2 separate regions of the Camelus dromedarius genome follow, and region 2 is linked to region 1. A link is a contact called in public Hi-C data. All regions are on one chromosome and are shown on one strand. The core of a region is the stretch at or near the end of the contact, and the rest is flanking DNA. Distances in the headings are between cores, read along the strand shown.

The links. Hi-C and Micro-C count contacts between places; a contact is called where the count stands out from the background.
Region 2: a contact with region 1 is called in a Hi-C map of blood, with 6 times the contacts expected there. The contact joins the promoter of RPS27 here to the promoter of LOC135318975 in region 1. A contact is called at or near these places in 2 of 2 Hi-C or Micro-C datasets (blood and muscle).

Annotation. Positions count from the first base shown.
Region 1 is chr23:5,944,661-5,948,621 of mCamDro1.pat, forward strand. It overlaps LOC135318975, which reads left to right and starts at 2,113. Exons shown (of 6, transcript XM_064477774.1): 1 at 2,113-2,239.
Region 2 is chr23:6,079,791-6,083,751 of mCamDro1.pat, forward strand. RPS27 (ribosomal protein S27) reads left to right here and starts at 1,742. Exons shown (of 4, transcript XM_010980344.3): 1 at 1,742-1,854; 2 at 2,168-2,276; 3 at 2,866-2,976; 4 at 3,350-3,435. The coding sequence starts at 1,849. The coding sequence ends at 3,378. RAB13 (RAB13, member RAS oncogene family) reads right to left here and starts at 1,722. Exons shown (of 10, transcript XM_031436239.2): 1 at 1,639-1,722; 2 at 1,010-1,109; 3 at 1-30. NUP210L (nucleoporin 210 like) reads right to left here. Exons shown (of 40, transcript XM_010980332.3): 40 at 3,732-3,961. The coding sequence ends at 3,863.

The sequences.
Region 1 (3,961 bases), core at 863-3,362:
CAGAACCGCTAAGGGCACCTGGTGAGCCAGCGGGCCCAGTGCAGCTGGCAAGTAAGTGACTGGGCTGCTCCTGGTGGGGAGGACGAGAGTGCGCAGGGCACCCAAAGATGGCACCCACGGGGCAGTCACCATGGTGGGCCTGGGCTGGGCTGACTTGGCCATTAGACATAGTATGCATGGTGCCTAGGGCCCAGGGTACTTTCAGGGGCCTGTGAACATGTTTGAATTCTAATTTCTTTAAAGCCAGAAGAAAAAATGAATATAATAATGAATATATAATGAGTTATAGTTTTATAGGGCTGGATTGTATTTGTCTTGGTACCAATGCAACTGTAAAACATAATTTTAAACATTTCTTCTGGAGGAAGGCAAAGTGCTCATGGCCAGCAACAGTCACAGACAGGAGACTGCAGGGGTCAAGCGGGTGGTCAGCAGGGAGTCGGGGGCTGGGGCCCTGGGATAAGGTTGCTGGTAGCGGAGCCGGGGCTGGCTCTGTGGGAGCTCAGGTGGTCCCCAAGTCCTAGGTCTGTCACGCTTCAACCAACATCCAGCGTCCGTGGAGGTGGAGTGAAGAGGAGTCACCCACTTCCAGTGCCTGATCCGGGGGGTGCCTAAGCCTTCCATTTCCTGGGAGCACAACAGCACGACCCTGAGTACCTCCGACCACCGGTGAGTACCAACCAGGAGTGTGGTGGGGCGGCTGGCTGTGGGCCACAGTACAGCCTCGGACCCCTGACTTCTGCATCCTCAGGGCCACGTTGCTGCCTGGTGGCATCCTCCACATCACCAACGTGAGCCAGGCTGACGTGGGCACCTACCACTGTGTGGCCCGCAATGTGGCCAATACCTGCCACAGCCAGGATGCCCAGCTGACTCTGAAGGGTAAGCAAGGACCCGGGGATCAGAGCAGGCACTGAGCAGAGGGGAGGGTGTGGGAGCTGGGGCCACTGCCAGTGGGTGTAGCTGATGTGGTCAGCTGTTTGTGGTGCAGATACTTTGTAAAGACAGACACTTTGAGCACTTGCTGTGTATGAGGACTGTGCTGGGTGCGGGAATACAGCAGCAAGCAGACTGAACATGCTTAGCCCATCACTGGCTCCCCAGAGCTTGCAACCAAGTGGAGAGGGAAGTGCTGAGGGAACCCAGGGCAGGGGCCTCTAACCGAGCCTGTGGGCTGTGGGCAAGGGATGGGCAGGGGCCCCAGGGAGAAAGCTGAGTGTTGAAGGGTGGGTGGAGAGAGGCTGGCCAAGGTCAGGAAGATAGGGTGGTATTCCTGGCATCGCCTTGAACAAAAGCACAAGGGTGAGAATAGTCAGTTCATGCAGCTAGTTCCATGTTGCTGGACCATAAAATGGGCAGAATTCAGAGTAATAAAGAATTGATGTAGAAAAGGTAGGTGAGGCCCACCATGTAAAGGAGTGTGGGCTTGATCCAGAGAGCAGTGGGAGCCCTTGCTGGGTTTAGAGTAGGGGGCTCCTGTGTCTCGGCTGGGAGTGGTGGCCTGGGTGCACCTGTGTGTGTGCATGTGGGGTGTGTGCTTGTGTTTATACGTGGTGTGCCTGCGTGTACATGTGAGTGTGTGTGCACATTTGCATGTTTTCCTTCTTGGGGTGAGGATGAAAATAGCTTTGTACCTGAGATGGAACGCCCCATAATGACCCCAAATGCAGGCCAAGTGGGGTGGGAGAGTTCTGTGCCCGAAGTGAGGATTGCAGCAGAGTCTATGAAGAGTCAGTGCCTCGTGGGAAACCGAGGTTAAGACTCATACCACAGCCTGAGGCCCAGGTGCCACCGGGGATGTGAGGGGATGGCATGCCGGGATCATCCACTAGGGGGCCCCATAGTATCGGTAACAAGCGAACCTTGGGAAGGCATCTAGGTGCCTCTGCACACTTTAGTAAAATTTTGTCAGATGTTTTCAAAGGATGCATATTTTTTAAACTGAAGACTGAAAGGGAAGTGGGCAGCTGTTGTGTCTCTAATCCAGAGCTGACTTAGAAACTGAAAGCTAAGGGTGGGGAACAGGGGCTCCTCCCTGAGAGCAGAGGGAAGCCCGGGTGGGGCTCCTCTGGCCTCCCACTTCCCTTTCCCATCAACCATCTGGGGCAGGAGGGCAGGGCAGGATGCCAGGCTTCCATGATGATCAGTGCTTCTGGCCAAATGCCGTGCTGTCCGGCCGGCAGGGGTCCTCATCCTGCTGCCTGCAGAGCCAGGGAAGTGAATGGTCAGAGAGCTTCAGGTGCGTAAGGAGAAGCAGAGGGAGCAGAGGGTCAGCCGGTAACTGAGGGTTCCTGGGTTGCCTAAATGTCAGGAGAGGAGCTGGGGTCAGTGTAGACTCATCCCCAGGGACTGAGCTGGGGACTAAGGCCCCAAACCATTCACTCCTAAAGCCCTTACCTGAGGCAGGCTTACCCTGGGTAAGCACCAGGGACACGGAATCCCAGACTTCCAGGGAGCGCAGTGGCAGGGGGATATGCTGTCAGCTGTCCGGTGCTTCCAGGATCCAGGTTTGAGTCCCACCTCCACCAGCCCCTCTGACATTGAACAAGTTGCTTAACCTCTCTGACACTTGGCTTTCTCATCTGTAAACTTGGAGAAATAAAAGCAAAGTGAGGATTAAAGGGGGCAGTGACTGTGGGGCTTACAGTATAATGCCTGGCACGTGGAGGGGTTCAGCCAGTGATGCTGAAGTGTCATTATATGGACCAGCTCTGCCTCGCTGAACGATCTGTCCAGGCAGAACACAGCCTCCTTTGCCAAGGCCAGGACATTCCAAGACAATCCACAGCCTGAACTAGAGCTTGTGGGAGGTAAATTGAGGAGTGCCTGGCCCACAGTAGACCCTCAGCATATGGTGGTGGGATGAATGGGTGGATGGATGAGTGAAATACTATTCTAGGCCTTGAGGCAGAATTAAAGATGTGGAAGACTTTTTTTTTTTTTTAAAACACCTTTATTGTGGTGTGATTCCTGCATAGTAAACTACACATATTTCAGATGTATAATTTGATGAATTTTGATAGATGTATATACATAGATGGAACCACCACCACGATCAAGATAGCTAACATTTCCATCACTCCCCAACAGGTGTAATTTCAAATTCCCAATTTATCCCTCCCCAGCCCTTTTAACCTTTGTAACCATAAGTTTGTTCTTTGTGAGTCTGTTTCTGTTTTGTAGAAAAGTTCATTTGTGTCCTTTTTTTTAGATTCCACATATAAGCGCTATCATGTGGCATTTTTTCTCTTTTCTTACTTACTTCATTTAAAATGACAATCTCCAGGTTCCATCCATGTTGCCGCAAATAGCATTATTTTATTCCTTTTTATGGCTGAGTAGTATTCCATTCTATATATGTACCACATCTTCTTTATCGAGTCATCTGTCAATGGACATTTGGGTTGTTTCCATGTCTTGGCTGTTGTAAGCAGTGCTGCTGTGAATACTGGGATGCATGCCTTTTTGAATTATATTCTTCTCTGGATATATGCCCGGGGGTGGGATTGTGGATCATCATATGGTAAGTAGTTTTTTAAGGAACCTCCATACTGCCCTCCATAGTGGCTACACCCATTTACATTCCCACCAACAGTGTAGGAGGGTTCCTTTTTCTAAGATGTGGAAGACTTTATAGCAGTCCTTGAGAAACTGTCATTTTAGAGACAAAATTTTATATGAGAAATTCTTAATATGGACATTTATGAAAAGGTTAAAGATATGTCACAAAGTCTCATGAAATACAAAGTGGCAAAATGGGGGTGACAGGATAAAGGAAAACAAAGGCCCCTCTGCCCTGTTGGTCACAGCTGTACCCCAGTGTGAGAAGAGTGCCTGGCACACGGCAGCACCCCCAGGGATGATTTGTTGAATAATAAGATGGGAGAAGGTGGTATAAAATGAAGATATGCTTTAGACCAAAAGAGCAGCATATTTCAAAAAACATTTGCATCTTTACTGA
Region 2 (3,961 bases), core at 492-2,991, 130 kb after region 1:
AACCAGGAAACTGAAGTGTGAAGAACATGGCTATAAAGAAACAAGTTTATCTTTGCCTTTGGAAAAAATTATTCAAAATATCTGCTTTTCTAACAGCGAGTCAGTAGAATAGTCCTTGTATAAAGTTAGTGAGGAAGCATCTTTTTTGTCACTTATCCTTCTCAACTTTTGTGTCAATGTTTGTCTCTTCTCAAACACAACTATTCAATCCCCCTTTGTCCTTTATCTCACCTCTCATTAGGTCTTCAAGCTGTATTACTAACCTTGAGTTTTCTTTACTTTTCCTCACTGGCCAAACTGTCTCTCAACAGTCCTTTAAATTACTCTTTAATCTTTTAGGATTGTTCTGATAAAAATCCATTAGTTTTTTTCTTTTTCATCTTATTTTGTCTGGATCTGGACTTTTCATCCACAGCAATACATTATTCTTGCTCACCTCTCTAGACTGTACTTACGGTGTATACCTCCATTCACTGGAACCTCATCTCCACAGTACTCTCCCCTTGGCTCTCAGAGCTTCCTCTACAATGCCTTTCCTCCTTCAATTTTGGCAGGCTCATTCTGGCCTCTGGTTTTGTATTCACAAGCTCTTCCTTCAACCTAGAAAGCTATTCCCCCAGATTGTTCCTTAGTTGGCTCCTTGTCTTTCAGATTTCAGCTTAAATGTCACTTCCTCAGAGATTTTTCCTGTCCATTAGTAGTGTGCTGGAACCAATTCTTACTGGCTCATGAGAACAGATTGTGCATCTCTCTTCCTAGATCCGTGTTTAATGATGTGACATTGGTAGTTTGAAATTGGCCATGGTGTGAATATTCACACCATTGAAATTAGGAAAGACAACAAATCAGGGCCTACTCTCCATAAAGCCAGTCGTTAAAATTTTTACCAGCCCACCCTTGACTGGAACTTATATTCCCTGCCCTATTCCATTCCTCTGGAATTAATTAGGTCCCCAGATGCCATTTGGATCATCTAGGCTCCTTCTTTATGAAAAATGGGCATTCTAACCCTTTGATCATCATTGTAGATTTGGTCTTCAGTTTCTCTTTCTTCTCATCCCGTCAAGTGTCTCAGTGCTGCCAAGATGAGAAATCTTGGAAATACAGTGCTGGTGAAAAATGCGGGGTAAAGGATGTGGGAATATAAATTAGCACAATCTTTTTGTAAGGCACTTCAGTAGCATACTTTGGACAATTTATTTAATGTCTCTGGGCATCACTTTCCTAATCTGTAAAATACTGATAATAGTAACCTGATAGAGTTGTTCGGAAGATAAATTAACGTACGAAAAGCAGTCAGAACAATGCACAAATAATAACTACGTAAGTGAGTGGTGTAATTATTAGGGGGAAAAGATGGGAAGGAGAGAATAAAATTCAACAATGGTTAGCCCTAGGAGTAGACTGGAGGTGGGGAAAGTATGAGGACTTTCTAAAATACTTACATTTCTTAATTGTTAAAAATGGGCAAACTAAACCAATTGGAAAATAGGAAAGAAATTTAATAAGTCTCATACATGGCTGAGTCTCGCTATTCTCCTAAGCAGTTCCTACTGTCAAAGTGCAGCCCGAAATTTAAAAATTGTCCATTTACTCCTCCACAGAGACCAAATGCGGACCTTAAGACAGCAAACTCACGTTTTCAACATGGCGACTCATCTGTGTCCTATCAGAGACCTTCTGTAAATGGCAGCCGTCTCCTCACCCCGCCGCCCACAGACCTTGAGAGAAGGACCTTCCCAACATGGCGGCAGAAGGTCCAGGCGTCACTTCCTGCAGGTGGCGGATATAAGGGGGAGGATTTCCGCTTTCGCTCTTTTCCGGCGGTGACGACCTCCCCACGAGAACATGCCTGTGAGTTCCTTGGTCCAGGTTTCGGCGGAGGTCTCGCTCTTCTGTCCGCACGCTCCCCTCACGCTGATTTCGCATCGCAGAGGGCCCTCATTTGCCCTCCGCACTTCCCAGGACATTAACCACAGGGACCGCAGAGGCCCGCGGGGGCCCCTGCTTAGACGGGAGCGGAGAGGAGATAAGATGGCGGCCCAGCTGCGCAGACACCAGGGGCGGCAAGGGGCGAGCTCTCCCCGGTGTGTGGCAGTGGGGACTGTTTCCCATCAGCCCATGTTCGCCGTTGGTTTCTAAATCTTTGTATTTCTGCCTCTCTTAGCTCGCAAAGGATCTCCTTCATCCCTCTCCAGAAGAGGAGAAGAGGAAACACAAGAAGAAGCGCCTGGTGCAGAGCCCCAACTCCTATTTCATGGATGTGAAATGCCCAGGTGAGGAGATAAATTGTAGTAGTGGGGAAAGCACTGGACTCCAAGGATCGGAAAAGGGTATCCTTGAAGCGACCCTAATTTTTAAAAATTCGAATATTTGAGGTGGGTAAAATTTTGCATTTTAGGAGGAGTGATCCAAAGCGATCTCTCTTCAAAAACTCCACATGCAAACTAACATTTCTTTGTTTTGGAAACACTGCTGTGGTCTTTTATGTAGTTGTACCTGGAAGCAAGGGGGTGGATATGTTGATCCATTACTGAGCATCCCTCCCAGCCAAGTAGAGTATTCTGTTTTTTGACTTTTGAATAATTTATGGTTCCACTCCTTTATCTTCCAGGCTCTAGATGATGATGTTTATGAAGGCATTGTATGCTGGAAAAGCAAAAAATCCATAGGTGGGGGCATAGAGTCTAGATGGCTTCTGACTTGGCTTTAATGTATATGTAGAGCTAGGTAATCAGGTTTAGAAGGAAAGTTAATTTCAAGAATTTACATAACATGCTTGTCTTACAGTTAACACATGATAGCATGTGTTCAAGTGAAGAAAGGTATGGGAAGAATAGGTTAACTTCTTGATTTTTTTCTCAGGATGCTATAAAATCACCACCGTCTTTAGCCATGCACAAACAGTAGTTTTGTGTGTTGGTTGCTCTACTGTCCTCTGCCAGCCTACAGGAGGAAAAGCAAGGCTTACAGAAGGTAAATAATTTAACTAGTATTAGGATTTTGGGCTTTGAAACTTAAGAGGGATTGTGTGTAATGTGAATTACCAGACTGACTTATAAAGAGGGTTGGGCTCGATAGTCTTTTTTTATTTTTCCTACAAAAGCATTATCAGAAAGTATTTACTAACTTCAAAATGTTACTGATTAAAGCTGGGGTGGATGGGTGATAAAAGGTGCTTCACGTGACCTGAAGCTGATAATAAGGTCTTTAAGTGGCTAGGTAGGAGCTAAAGGAGTTGAGAAAAATACAGATGGAGCTTTCTTGTGGGTATCAGGCATCATTTTCTTTTGTGGGGGCAGGGTAAGTAGGCTGCTGTCAAGTTAACCTTCAGACACTTTTCTTCCAGGATGCTCCTTCAGACGGAAGCAGCACTAAAAGAACCCTCAATCAAGATGAATGGGAAACCGTCCCAATAAACACATTTTGGATACATCCTGTTTATTGTCTTGTTTTACTGCTAGGAAGTTCCTACCTCACGTATTCAGGGGCACCCAGAAGAGTGGACTACTAGAGTCATTTGGGGCAAGTAAGTGGCCAAGTATGTAAAAAGTTGATTTGGGACCTTTTCTATCCCTAGGCTCGTTGAGTAAATCTGCAGAGCTTGATTAAATACTGGGATAGTGTATAAATGGGGTATTTGTTTTGATTTTTAATATTTTCTTAGGATTAAAAACTGGTAATTGATCTTAAAAAATAACCCAACACACCACTTTAATACAAAACAGCTTAGGATCCTTTATTTACAGTTCTCAGAAGCCTTGTTTGGAGGCTCAGGAATATAGAAGTTGCTGCTACGCTCCTTGTCTAGGGCTAGAAATCTTCAGTACCCTACAGTTAAGGGGACTTGTCTGAGCAGAGATTAATGCCTTATACTCCAAAGCCAGTGTTGTAACCGATTATGGGCTGGTGGTGGTTGTGGACTCATGAAGGGATGGGGAGAATGTGTAGATGTGTAAGA